Linked DNA regions of Sus scrofa: region 2 is linked to region 1. A link is a contact called in public HiChIP or PLAC-seq data. All regions are on one chromosome and are shown on one strand. The core of a region is the stretch at or near the end of the contact, and the rest is flanking DNA. Distances in the headings are between cores, read along the strand shown. Region 1 holds the start of PPP1R3C (protein phosphatase 1 regulatory subunit 3C). Region 2 holds the start of HECTD2 (probable E3 ubiquitin-protein ligase HECTD2).

Region 1 (3,584 bases), core at 725-3,224:
ATATATGACCTGTTTTTACCTTTGTACTTTTTTGGTATTTTCCAATGTTTTGGCAATGGCTATTTATAACCAGAAAGATAAAATTATTTAAAAATTTAAACAAAAACTATTTAAAAATTTAAACTATTCTAAAGAAGTGTCCATCAAGAAGAGTATTTTTTCTGGCCTTTAGCCCTGAGAATATATTGCCAAGCTTATGGACATTTTTTACCTTCAGATAAGAGGTGCATGGATATTATGTGACTTCAATCTGGCTTTAGTAAGCCAGCAGCAGTTCTAAGCATATAGGCAAATGGTCTCGGTCATAAAATGGATAATAAAAGAACACTCAGAGAATTTACTTTATTAATCCTGGGTTTTTTTCTGGGAGACCTACAAACTTAGAACAAACAAATGAAAGAGGAAAGCTACATTTGTGGGTCTAATAATAGTTAACAGGCAGGATTTTTAGAGAAGTCTTCTGCTAAGTTATGCCTGGAGAAGCTATTTAAATAGTTTGAGGGAGGTTTTTTCCTGTCTTTCTTTCTTTCGGGGATCCTGTTTCGTATTTTCACTTTTTGCACCTATAGAAAGACAGTTTTTGAATATGGCGATTTCTCTGAAACTTTAAGTCCTACTCAAGAGTTAAAAAAAATAATCATTTGCTCACACTCTGAGGCCGAGTTTGCTATGGCAAACCGTCATAAGAAGAGCTGAACACCCAGGAGTGCAAACATCGTCCTGCAGTTTTTCCCCAAAGCTAAACAATCCAACCAGCAGTCTCAGAGCGCTGTACCCACGAGCTAAGCTGTCCTAGTCCTTGAGGCATTTGTGCGGGACAAAAAAGATGCGGTCAGAATCCCTTACGGAATCTGAACTAAAGCTGACTCACGTTAGGACAGTTTCTGGTTTAAGATGCCATTTACCAACACCAGCTCTGCCTAAAAAGCACATGGGAAATCTCCACTCCTTGGAGTTATCCCCGGTGCCAGCAGTCAGTCTACTTGCCCTCTCCTGGGTTCTCCATTTGCAGTGATGACGGAAGGAAAACGCAGCCCAACCTCCCCCCAGCTGCGCGCTCTCTCGGAGCCCAGGCGGAGAGTCTGCAGGGAACCTACCTGGTGCAGCTCATCAGGCAGAGGGGCGGCGGCACTCCACTACCTGCGTAATTTCGCACCAGGCTCCCCGCGGTACCCACTGGGCGGCAGCTCTGGCGGATTGTGGGTGCGGCGCCCGAGAGGCCGCTTATCTGCTCCCGACCACGTGAGCCAACGGCTGGGACCAATCACCAGGCCGCGAGCTCGAGGGCGCGACCAACCAGCGTTCAGCTGGGACTCGAGCCCCGGCCCCGTGGACGTGACTGCGGTAGTGCGGGAAGCGCGGGCGCCGGGGTACCCCTGGGACAGCTGGCCCGAGCCGCGTAACGCGAACCCCGGGCGAGGGGCCGCGGAGGCAACCCCGTGGCGCACGTAGCGGGTGCAAGCCAGAAGAGAAAGCCCTAAACCCTCCCCCGGGCCGGGCGCCAGCACCGCGGGACTGCGGCGCAAAGAGATCCCTTTCGCTTCTAAAGGCTTCTGTGCACGGTAAAATCTTAGTGCAGAACGTTGTGGCTCGTTCCAAATGCATTTGTATTTGAAATTTTTATCTTGTTCATTGCTTGGTGCATCAGCTCATCTTCTCCCTCTCCTTGGCCTGAGCAGTCGGTCACATCTTGGTGTTAACGTGAACCCACAAATAGACTGCCTATCTAACCAGTGTTAATAAACCATATTAACCCTATAAGACAGTAAGGCAGCATTTAATTAAAAGACACTTTGTATTGCGACCATTTCTTCAGTTTTTCTCCCTGGAAGAGAAAACTAAAGCCAGGAATGAAATGGCTTTCTTTTTCGCTCATGCGGCCAGTCAGCCACAAAACCAGTGGTCAATCCAAATCCCTCAATTCTGTTCTGATGTCCTCTGGCAGTGATGTGAAAACCAAAATGTTAAAATATCACACTGCGAGTTTCATGACTCTCCCAAGCCAATTACCCTCTCTGAGGTTTCGTAATTTTGTTTAGTTTGGGGGGGTTTTCGACCATCAGTTACAACCATAAAATTGTATTTCTAAGTCGAGTTTAAATTATTTTTATAAAACCCCTGTCCTTTTTCTGCTCTCTTAGTTATCCAGTAGTCCTCTAAAATGTACAAAATGTACAATGTAAAATGTACAAAAATCTCTGTGTCTTTTAAATCACTCTCAAACAGTAGAATTGTTAGTGGAGTTATTAAAGAAAAGGAAACTCATGCTAAATAGCCCTGGGGAAGGTACTTAATGCTTGGGCTTGATTTTTTTTGAAAGGAAACATCCACCTCAGAGCAGATCTGCTGGCCTCTCAGCCCAACCAAAACTAACTGAAGGGACACGGTCTTTGACACTGGAGTCTAGGCAAGTTCTAGCATCAACTCCTTCACCTGTAAAATGGAGATAGTGAAGTTGTTCTGATAATTAAATGAAATTGTATGGGTGGGAAAACTCAGCATAGTGACTGGTGTGTGTTCAACCTGTGGTGGCTCTCAAGTAAGTGCCCTTGCCTTCAGTTTTAGTTTTTACTCTGCTAACATTTCCTTTAAGTACTTCTCAATGATTAGAATGGTAAAAAAAGGAAGGCACCTTAGGTATCACTGGCTTCAGAGGCTTTATTTCACAGATGAGGCATCTAAAGCTTAGAGAAGCTGAGCTGCTTGCCAGGGGCTGGTTAGGTCAGAGTCAAAACTAGGACACTGAGTTGAGGTTTTTTCTCCTCTACTCACAATCCTATGTTGAGCTAAAGAGTGGCTATTACGAATTAAAGTTATGGGGAAACATAAAGTAAGAATGTGTTGTGATCCTGGAGTTCCTGTCATGGCACAGTGGAAATGAGTCTGAGTAGGAACCATGAGGTTGTGGGTTCGATCCCTGGCCTCACTTCGTGGATTGGGGGTCCCGCATTGCCATGAGCTGTGGTGTAGGTCACAGACGCGGCTCAGATCTGGTGTTGCTGTGGCTCTGGCATAGGCAGCAGCAACAGCTCCAATTAGACCTCTAGCCTGGGAATCTCCATATGCCACCAGTACAGCCCCCTAAAGACAAAAAAACAAACAAAAAAAAAAGTATTGTGATCTTGTTTTAGTGGTAAGATGTGCACACATAGAAAATAGAATATGCTCTACCAAAACGTTAACAGTGCTTACTTTTGGATGGTGAGATTTTGAGTAAGTAAATTTTTCTTTGTTATTTTGTTTTTTGTCTTTTTAAATTTTTCTACAATGAACATGGACTTCTTCTGTAGTTGAGAAACCACTTTTAAATAACTTAAGACTTTCCAATTCCAGGAACGGTATTGGAAGCTTTCACATGCTTCCTGCCTTGACTCACAGAGACCTTTTGAGTTTGGGCTTCTTTCCATTCAAGCTGCTATCTCTTCTGCCCCCTGGTGCTGACTAATGCCATAAAAGTCACCTCTCCAAACTCAAAATAGAATTCAGGGGAACAGGGCTCTTTCCAAGAAAGGGCGAGCCTCAATAAATTGCATGATACAGACCTCTCATTTCTTCCCCACTCCCCCCCCGCAGATTTATTGAGA
Region 2 (3,194 bases), core at 74-2,573, 180 kb before region 1:
CTGGAAAACAGGCAACTCCATTTCGTGATACACTGTAACTAGTACTTAGTTATGCTAATAACTGAATTCTGTAAAACAGTAGATAACCCAAACATCGTCCCAAATATATTTCAGAGATATTTTTGGTTCTTTTATTTGGATCCGGATATCTTTGATTCTTCAACCTCAAGTAAAAGTCACAACCGAAAAAACCGAAGATGTGAATGTCGAGTAATTCCCTATTTTTAATAGGCAATGCGGAGCATTCTTACTCTCTCCCTTCTCTTAGATCAGCAGCTGTCTCCGCAGCTCCAGTAGACTGAGAAAAGGAAAAGGAGGGGGCGTAAAGGAAAGGAAATTGTCTCTGTGGCTTGGTCGTGGGGGTGGGGGTGGGGGTGGTTTAATATCAAAATTAAAGCTTTCCTCTTCAGTTTTAAAGTTCGTCCCCATATTAATGATCTGACATTAAGGATTGTGCAGCCGCGCTTGAGTCTGTCCATCTGTAATTTATAAAAGGAAACGAACAAGGAAGGGATAGAGGCAGCAAAGGGAAGCAGGGCGAGAGCGAGATGTAGGCGCGTGGGGACGGGAAGGGAGAGGCGGATTTGGCAGTCCAAGTGGGGACGAGAGGAACAGGAATGGAAAGTGTGGCCTGGCTGCCCCGCCCTGCGGTGGGGAAGGTGGAGCCCAAGACGTCTCACTCCCCCTCCTCCATTCTGAGGCTTTTCCTTGGAGGTGGGGGCTGCCCGGCATCTAGAAAGAAAGGGTCGGTCGACTTCAAAGGAAAGGTGGTCTCCTGAGGAAGAGCTCAGAGACCTCTCTCCTGGGGCAAACGGGCAGGCAGGGGTGGCAGGGACAAGCACTGGCCCCAAGGCGACGGCTTTGCGGGCGCTGGGGACGTAAAGACCACCAGCAGGTCCCACGAATCTAGACGCCCCAAATTAGGGCTGTCGGTGCAGTGGAGGATGCCGCACTCGCCCCGCCCCCACGGAGGCACGCTCTATCCCCGTGCGACCCTAGGCAGGCCTCGTCTGGTCGCTCCTCCCCACACCCCCGACTCCCGACCCTTTAGTCCGGACCCCCTTCTCGCCAACTCGGGCGACGATCCGCAAAAAAAAATGGCGGCCTAGCCTCGGCGCCTAGTCTCCCGAGTCCCGGGGATTGGCGAGGGAGGTAGTGGCCAGCGTCCGGGACCCGCGACCCACGGGCCTAGCCGGGGGCGGGGCGGGGGCGGCCGAGGCCAGGAGCAGGCGGGAGCTGCGGGCCGGCCGGGCGCGCGCTGGGGCTGGAGCTGGGGCGGGGGCGGGGCGGGGTATCCGGGCGCGCTCCCGGCGCGGCGCGGGCGCGGGCGGAGCGGCGGTGGTTGGACACGGCGGCCCAGAGCCCTCTCGCGGCCGCGGCGGCAGCAGCGCCAACGCCAAGCAGCACCCCGGCCGCTGCCGCCGCCTCGCGCTCCCGCCGCCCGGCCAGACATGAGTGAGGCGGATCGGGTGCCCTCGCCTGCCGCGCCGCCGGCGGTGGTGGCGGCCGCGCCCGAGGAGAAGAAAGGGAAGGAGCCGGAGCGCGAGAAGCTGCCACCCATCGTGTCGGCGGGCGCCGGTGCGGCTGCGGTAGGTGCCGGGCGGGGGCCGCGGGGCGCCCCGACGGCGGGTCGGGAGGGGGTCGAGGGGCGCCCTGGGACCCGCGTCTCCTCCTGGTACCCCCGGACCCATGCGGGGAAAAACGCCCTGGCTGCCCTTCCTCTGGCCGAAATCAGAGTTGTGCCTCCTGGGCAGCCGCGATCACTTCGCGAGCAGCACCTTCCACCCTCGGGAAATGCCGGGGTAGCGGGGTCTCCTGGCTGCTTTCGGTTATTTTTTGGTTGGGGGTGGGGGCACTCTCTCTTAGGAAATGACCAGCACCTTGGAGCCAGCATCATCTGTTGGATGAGGATAAGGTGTCAGACAGGCGAGAGTAGATTTTCCACTGAGCTGCCTGCCTGCAAGCATTGTGGAAGCGAATATTTCCCCCTTTGGTTCGCTTTTCCTTCCCTTCCCCCTTCGGATTGAACCCGCTTTGCGGCGAGTTTCCACTTAATTGTGACCTTTCCTTTACAGTCAGGGTAGTGGGGGGTGGATGCCTCGATGATGGTTTTATTTTTTCATATGGTACAGACATGTGACATAAGGTGGGGAGGCTTTTTTAACCTTTCTTTAGACTCAAGTGATCTAAGCTTCAAGGCGATGATTTCCCAGCAGGATTTTCTTAAGGATTATTTGGGGAGCGCTCTCTGGCTTGAAACTGCATATTGCCAGATGATGTAATGGGCCAGCCCCCCTTCCCTATTTTTACTGGTGGTTATGACTGTTTACTTTGGAGCACACGCACAAAATTAACCTCTGATTTTTGAGATTTTTATTTGAGACAATATTCAAATTACTTCTTGAAACTTTCATACTTTTAAAGACCATGACTTATGCAGCCCTGTGTGACAAAATAGTAAAAGTTTAGAGAACAGGATACATTTTCTTTATTCCTGCTTGCAATTCATTTTCTTAAAACCTCCCTCTTAAGTGACTAAGAACTTATGAAAATAGCTCACTCTAATTTAAAGTATTACAGGAATAATGTTTTGATTCGGCAGGTTTTTCAAAAATGTCTAAGGACTGTGATAACTGGAAATTGTTAGAGCAAGCTTTTTATGTTAAATCAGCACAGCAGAGTGCAGACAGTAATAGAATGACAATTTTAAAAAATTACTGTGGTTGATTGGTAAATTGGAGTTGTGAGTAGGAATTACTTTGGGAAATGCTTTGAAGGAATTTGTCACCCAGCTGCTTTTAGACCCAGTTCCTGCTGTAGGAATCCTAGGCTTTCAGAGCTTATCTGGGAGGTTCTTAACTGGCAAATAGGCAGTGTTTCAGCAGATCATTTCTAAGTCAGTTTAAAACAATGCATATATGCTTATAGGAACAGTTACACGAATGGGGTTAGGTCCTCAAGTAAGCATGATCCCTGAAACTTACCTCATCGTAACTGAAAAATTGAAGACTTGGAATAAAAGCTTGGAGAGATTGATACAGTGTGGACACAGGTCTACAGATTGTTAACTCAAACCCATGGGCTTTTGAAATTCAGAGTTTTTCAGATTGTAGAAAGGTAATTCAGTATATATGTCATGTATAGCATCTACCGTGGGGTCCTGGCCAGTTCCCCATAATCAAGCATAATAATAG

Evidence for each region. HiChIP or PLAC-seq counts read pairs in DNA pulled down with a chosen protein or histone mark.
Region 2: an H3K27ac HiChIP or PLAC-seq map of skeletal muscle shows a contact between it and region 1. The contact joins the promoter of HECTD2 here to the promoter of PPP1R3C in region 1. A contact is called at or near these places in 1 of 5 promoter capture datasets (liver), 18 of 47 Hi-C or Micro-C datasets (alveolar macrophages, brain, embryonic fibroblasts and 11 more) and 2 of 2 datasets of contacts at active chromatin or transcription factors (alveolar macrophages and skeletal muscle).

Annotation. Positions count from the first base shown.
Region 1 is chr14:103,276,783-103,280,366 of Sscrofa11.1, forward strand. PPP1R3C (protein phosphatase 1 regulatory subunit 3C) reads right to left here and starts at 1,975. Exons shown (of 2, transcript XM_005671280.3): 1 at 1,098-1,975. The coding sequence starts at 1,111.
Region 2 is chr14:103,094,369-103,097,562 of Sscrofa11.1, forward strand. HECTD2 (probable E3 ubiquitin-protein ligase HECTD2) reads left to right here and starts at 1,324. Exons shown (of 21, transcript XM_003483528.4): 1 at 1,324-1,589. The coding sequence starts at 1,452.